2 separate regions of the Rattus norvegicus genome follow, and region 2 is linked to region 1. A link is a contact called in public Hi-C data. All regions are on one chromosome and are shown on one strand. Each heading gives the region's core, a stretch centred on a gene start, on an enhancer-like site or on the middle of the called end of the contact. The rest is flanking DNA. Distances are from core to core; before and after follow the strand shown.

Evidence for each region. A called contact is a pair of places that touch in the nucleus more often than the background predicts.
Region 2: a Hi-C map of frontal cortex shows a contact between it and region 1, with 1.8 times the contacts expected there. The contact joins the promoter of Rtcb here to the enhancer-like site in region 1. A contact is called at or near these places in 6 of 12 Hi-C or Micro-C datasets (the A7r5 cell line, the Rat2 cell line, Schwann cells and 3 more).

The regions. Positions count from the first base shown.
Region 1 is chr7:19,678,809-19,682,020 of GRCr8, reverse strand. Syn3 (synapsin III) reads right to left here. Exons shown (of 14, transcript NM_017109.2): 11 at 1,548-1,682; 12 at 869-956. Among named protein-coding and RNA genes, the nearest start is that of Fbxo7, 45 kb to the left of the region's middle. Within about 2 kb of position 1,815, at least 49 of the 93 cell types and tissues checked have an H3K27ac peak or open chromatin away from gene starts, as enhancers often do. A contact at or near this core is called in the A7r5 cell line and Schwann cells, where this site is marked.
Region 2 is chr7:19,793,593-19,797,096 of GRCr8, reverse strand. Rtcb (RNA 2',3'-cyclic phosphate and 5'-OH ligase) reads right to left here and starts at 1,704. Exons shown (of 12, transcript NM_207614.2): 1 at 1,494-1,704; 2 at 1-57. The coding sequence starts at 1,586. Bpifc (BPI fold containing family C) reads right to left here. Exons shown (of 16, transcript NM_001106773.1): 16 at 3,463-3,504.

The sequences.
Region 1 (3,212 bases), core at 566-3,065:
CTTTTCCCAACTCCTTTCCCTGACCTCAGGAGGACAGCATCCCTCCTGGGGTCCTCATCATGCAGACGGAGGGAGTATATATAAATAGTAAGGATAAAGCATTAGGAATGGATTGTCTATACCAGCAGTTCTCATGGATCATAGCCCCTTGCGGGGGGGGGGGAGCAACCTTTTCACAGGGATCGCTCAAGACCATCAGAAAACTCAGATCATAATTTCATGGTTGAGAGTTAACACAACAGGAGGAACTGTATTAAAGGGTTGCTGCATCTGGAAGGTTGAGAGCCACTGGGCTAGACTGTCTCCAGCAACCCACTGTTATTGATTTAATTAGTTAGCTGCTCTGTGTATGTGTGTACACGTGGAGGTCAGAGGACACTGAGTGTCTTCCTCTCTTGCTTCCTACCTTACTCCCTCTAGACCAGTGGCTCTCGACCTTCCTGATGCTGCCACCCCTTAATCTAGTTCCTCAGGGTTCGGTGACCACCCAACCACAAAATTCTTTTTGTTGCTACTTTATAGCCGTAATTTTGCTACTATTATGATTCATAATGTATGTGTCTGATATGCAGGATATCTGACATGCAACCCCAGAGGGGTTGAGAACCACTGCTTTGGACAGCATCTCTTATTGAGCTAAACTAACTGGTCAGCCAGTTCCCAGGAACTGCCTGTCCCTCCCTTCCCCCAGTGTTGTAAATACAGACATGTTTGGCTATGTCCAGCTTGTTACTTGTGTGATGGGGATTTGAACTCATGTTGTCATGCTCGCACAGAATGTGTTCTTATCACTGAGACACCTCACAGTCCTCTGCACTGCATTTCAGTTTCATTGATACAGTGTTTCTCAGTGGCTGCCCCATCTTACCTTGTGGAGGTGGCCTTGGCTGGGGCTGTCCGAGCAGAGGTCCTAGCTGGCCTTGCCCTGGAGATTTTGCAGATTTAGTCTGTGGACCCTAGAGTAAGAGAAGAGGAAGGAAGCCCCTGGCTACAGTAATTCTGGTAGGAGGCAAAGCCTTAGATACATCTTTATTTTAAAAATCACTGATGTAAAGTACACAATGCATGATTCTTCAGTGTACCTCCTGATAGGTTTTTAGGATAGCCACGGAAGATGCTGCAAATGCCTCCTGGCTCCTAGAAGCCCCTTGAGTTCAACTACTATTCCTGTGTGTATGAAGAGATGGGTTTCTGTGGGATAAGTAGGGGTTGGTGTTGGGGGAAAGATTTGAAACTTGCTTTCCCAGAAGGCTGACGATTGCTGGGTCGGGGGATGGGAAGCCTGAGACACAATAGTTTCTATTGTCCTGTGCACTGGGAACATAGGGCATCTGTGTGCCTGGATTCTTTCACACATCTCCATTCAGATCCAACATGGAGACAGAGAGATGAACATTGCCATCAATCAATCCAAAGATGATGGGACAGGAGTTTTCTTTCTAGGAGAGATGAGCAAGAAAGGGTCCCTGCAAGGCCCTTGCCAGCCTCTGTCCCCACCCCCTTCTCCTATAGGATGCCTGCCTGGGGTTATCTCAAGAAAACCTTACCCAAGGTCTCAGGGGGGAGGGCACCGAGGCCCCTGGCACCAGGAGTTGGCTCATCTTGGAAACAACAAGGTCAGCCATTAACTGCTTGTCCTCCTCCACATGTTCTCCAATCAGTGGCATTGAACTGTCCATGACCTGGTGTGGGGGAGGAGAGGAGGTTGAAGAACCCTGAAGTTGGCTTTTTATTTCTGGAGTGTTGACACTGCGCTCAAGGCAGAATGACCACTAGATGGCAATGTTCTCCATGCAACGCACCCAGCTGGGCACTTCCTGCTGTCTGGGCTCCCAGCAGACACGCAGTTCTCTCTAGTTCCTTGTGAAGGGCTCCCTGGATTCAGTTCCACTCAGCCTCCACACCCTGGAGTCCAGCAACGTGACCAGGGCTGGGGAGCACGTGTTGACCTTCTCTGTACTCTGGGGCGTCAGTCTCTGCCCCCTCATTTCCCACCCTCTCGTTTCCCACTCCACTGTCCTCCCAGAGCTGGGGCTGGCCCTCTCTCTTCTGGCCCAAGGTTAAAGATGTCCTCAGAGCTGGGAACTGGTGGGGGCTCAATTAGAACAACAACTAACAATTTGACACAGGCTGGAAGTGACCCAGGGTTAACAGAGAAGACAAAAGAGGAAAAACATTGTTCTGGGGGCTCCCAGCTGGACACAGACCTAAAATGAAACTCTCCTTGGGAACCAGGCTGTCCTTAAGGAAGAAGGGGCTGCATTTTGGGAAGTCACGTTGGCCCAGTCTACTTTTGTAGTAGATGGGGAAACTGAGGCGCAGAGGTGTGAGTCAGTGTGCCAGGTGATCACGAGGTACAGGCAGCTGATGGTCTTAAGGGGACATAAAGTCTTGGTGGACTTGGGACAGAGCTGTGTTTGTCACCTCTTTCCTCTACCGTTGGAATTCAGCCTTCCCCTGTCTGTCACCTGATTCACCCTGCCAAACCCTGGCCCTTCGCCCAGCTCTGGGGTAATCGGATATTCTTACTTCCAGACCCTGTACCTAGCTCTCTCTGCCCACTCCTCACCTGGCTAACTCCTCACTCAACACGAAACATCTAGTCCACCCTTCCTCCAGAAACCCTTCAGGACCACACCCGTTCCTAGGAGCCCCTCTGTGACCATGTCTTTGCTGAGCTCACTCAACTGACCCACTGGAGAGCTTAGTCCCAGAATTATCATAAAGTCAGAGTGGCCAGTGTCCTGGGGGAACTATGGGTGGGGGGAGGTCCTTGCAGTAAACTCTGTTTACCATGGGAAGGCCTTGACAGTACAGGGTCACTGAGCGCTGGTGCGATACGGGACACTATTCTAAGACCCAGGTATCGATGATGCCAGTGCTGTCACTTTGCAGGGCTGGGAATGTGACGACAGTGCTCACCTCGCATACCTGGGGCCTTGGCTTCCACCCCCAGCACCTATGATTCCAGCATTCAGGAGGCAGAGGCAAGGGCAACAAAAGTTCAAGGTCTTCCTACATATTGAATTTGAGGGTAGCCTGGGCTACACGGGGACCTATCTTAGAATGAGCCTTCAAGGCAGGTTCTACGATTACATGGTTTCCTCGTCAGGGCTGAGGAAACGGATGGAGAGTTCTATAGCTGCAGGGGCCTCCTAACCAAGCACCAGGCAGATGAGGCGGCCAGGGTTCCAGGCCTATGTTCTGCTATG
Region 2 (3,504 bases), core at 455-2,954, 120 kb before region 1:
TAACTCCTCAAACATGAGCTTTTCCAGAGCGTCATTCACATAAAACACCCCTTCAACCTGATACAAAAGAAAAGAAAAGCACATTGTCTGAACCCAAGTGTAGTGCTTCATTCTGCATGAAACTACCACATTACTCCCTTTAAGAGAAAAACTTACAACCATGAACTACAAAGATTTTAGAGCATTTTAGACCTGGGTTTAAATTGGAAATGTTCAACCAGTAAATTCTAATCAACTATCTCAAAATCAAAATAATTGCTCATAAAATTTCTGAGAAGATATATGTCTACCATGATTTTGCTATTATATAACTTACACATTATAAAAAAAACCACCATATATATTAATAAAACACCATATATATGGATATAATGTATAATTTTCATGTGTCACTTAAAAAATTAGCAAGTAACTCTACTAACCAACCTTCCCTTCTTCCACACAACAAAGGAAAATACTGTTTCACTGCTGTGGACTTTTCCTCCCTAGTACCTTGTAGAGTGGTGCAAAAGGAAGTTTTGTGTGTGTTTGTTTTTCGAGACAGGGTTTCTCTGTGTAACAAGTCCTGAATTCACTTTGCAGACCAGTCTGGACTCAAATTTAAGAGATCTGCCTACCTCTGCCTCCTGAGTGCTGGGATTAAAGACGTGTATTACCACTTTTGATAAAATTTTGTGCTTTGAGAGGGTGTCTTATTTAAAGTCACTTTAGCTGGCTTCATATAATAAACTGTCCTCTCACATAGGATCTTCCATTTCCCAGTCTCCAGGGATTATAGCCCCAAGCCACCAAGGGAAGCCTATCAGTAACTTAAAAGGGCTGCAAACCCTTACTGCATTCTCATGGCATTTAAGGGATTGAGTCACTTAACATGTGCCAAAACCTCCCAAGTGTTTTCGTCCTCTACTTTAACGGAACCCCTGAGTACAAACGATGGTGGAAACATCAGGCCCAGGGTTTCAGATCCTGGTCTCTCTCCCAAGTCTTCAGTGGAAACATATCATCCAGGCTGAGAAAATGAAGTGGGCTAGACAAGAGGTCAGGGTTGTCTTCCTTGATGGGTACAGAGAGGTCAGCCACCAACTGATCCTCGGGGATCCTTCTCGAAAAGCAAATTAAAAGCCTGAATCTTGCCGATGTGTCGTTACATTAAAAGCCAGTTAAGTTTGGAGAATGCCATCTGTAAACCTTTTCTAAATAACTACCATGACTCAAGAGGAACAGTTTCAGGTTAGCGGTGCCAACTTGGAAAAGTTCACAGAAATCTCGAAAGACCAGGAACACATCCTGTCTGATGGCGCGTGGGGAAAACACGCGTGAGCCCCCGCTGCAACTGTCCTCGTGTGTGGATCCCGTGCGTGGGGTCTGTGGGTCGGCTCTGAGGAGGGAGACGTGGAACCCTGCAGGGGTCGGCCCGCCCGGCGCTGGGCGGAGGAGACCGGTTCGCGGTGGAGTCGCGGCCTGCAGTTCCGAAGGCCACTGCCCCCACTCACCTGCATGTTGGGCACAAAGCCCTTCTTGATCCTCCAGCAGTTCTTATTGATCTTGTCCAAGAACTGTAGCTCATCGTTGTAGTTACGACTCATGGTGGCGGCGAGCTAGCGATACCTCCCGGCTACACGTAGAAAGAGAAACAGCCTCACTGTCCGCCGGCTCCACGCAGCGCCGCCTCTCAGTGCGCAGGCGCGACCGGCTCCGCCCCAGGAGGGAAGATGGCAGGCGCCGAGGCTCAAAACGCATCGCACGAGTCGTTTCCATCATGTTACAATGGGCTACACCACTAATCTTGGACTTTTGATCTCTCTCTCTCTCTCTCTCTCTCTCTCTCTCTCTCTCTCTCTCTCTCTCTCTCTCTCTCTCTCCCCCTCCCCCTCTCTTCTCTCTCCTATCTTTCTTTCCTTCTTTCCTCCCTTTCTTCCCTCCCTCCCTCCCTCCCCCCCTCTCTCTCCCTCCCCCCCTCTCTCTCCCTCCCTCCCCCTCTCTTCTCTCTCCTATCTTTCTTTCCTTCTTTCCTCCCTTTCTTCTCTCTCTCTCTCTCTCTCTCTCTCTCTCTCTCTCTCTCTCTCTCTCTCTCCTTTCCTTCTTCCCCCGCCCCTCCTTTCTCTCTCTCTCTTTTTTTTCTAAAGTAAGGTCTTAATAAGTTTTTGGTTTTGTTTTTAAAAGTAAGGTCTTAGAGTAAAGCTATTTAGCCTCGGTGAGCCTGGAACTCGCTATGTAGCCAGGTTGGTCCCGAATTCTCAGAGATACACTTGCGAATATCTCCTGACTACCGCCATTGAAGACATGCTGCTTGGGAATGTTTTTGAGCAGCTCCTGAAAACTCTTTACTCCAGATCAGGTCAACAACTATATAGAATGTGTAGTTTGGAGTTCATGCCCCCATTAGTGAAACAGCTGAGCAAGACAAAATACTAACGAACGACACATTTGACACCTGTAATGTATCAAGAATGAAATTGAGGATATACAACGAGCATTCTCCATTACAAAAAGAGCATCCCAAAGAAGCACATCATGACAGTGTATCATTTATTTCTACAAATGTTTATGAAGGGAATCTGCTCTGGCCATCGATGCCCTGCAAAGATGAGTGAACTCCAGTTGCTGGGGAATCGTTGTGTTTTGTAGCCCAGCTTTGTTTGGAGTGTGTCCTGTGAGGGTACTTTTAAACTCAATTGGCTCTTGCTCTTGGGGCAAGAGAGCTTGCAGTGATTTGCAGGATAGTCCTACCCTGTGAAGAACACCACAGTAACCATCAGGAAGATTCGGTTTCCACCCCTGCCATTACCACCTTTGTGTGATAAATTCCTCTGTTTTCACTTCCATGAAATGGGATCATAATTCTTTATAGAGTGGCTCTGAAGGCCACAGAAATGAAAGTGGAGGGGTAGCCAGACCAGGGTGTTAAGTACTTACACAGTTCTCTTCTATCCCCCAGTAGCCTAAGGAGTTAAACAAAGGGTGTGGCTTCTGTTCATTTTTTACATATCTATCTTGGCTGTCCCATCTCCTGTTCCTCAGTGCAGTCTCACCCTGCTGATTAATAACCAATGTCAACTGTGAACTGCCTAGGTTTAGAAAGCTGAACTACCATTTCATCCAATCTTTTTTTTAAAAAAGAATTATTTATTTATTGTATGTGGGTACACTGTTGCTGTCTTCAGACACACCAGAAGAGGGCATCAGACCCCATTATAGATGGTTGTGAGCCACCCTGTGGTGGCTGGGAATTGAACTCAGGACGTCTGGAAGAGCCGTCGGTGCTCTTAGCCAGTGAAACATCTCTCCAGCCCTCATTTCATCCAGTCTTTGAAAGGACACGTCCACAAAGGTAAACAAATGACAGAGGACGACCGTGGAAAGATTTAAGAGGCTCTCGGCTCCCTTTTAATATTGCTATTTGTAGAACTTCAGTCTTTGCCAAAGTTGGAAAGAGAATGAAGTCTTTTCCATTTTTTTTGTCATATTTTATTAAAATAAATTCAGGGCAGGAGCTTTCACACA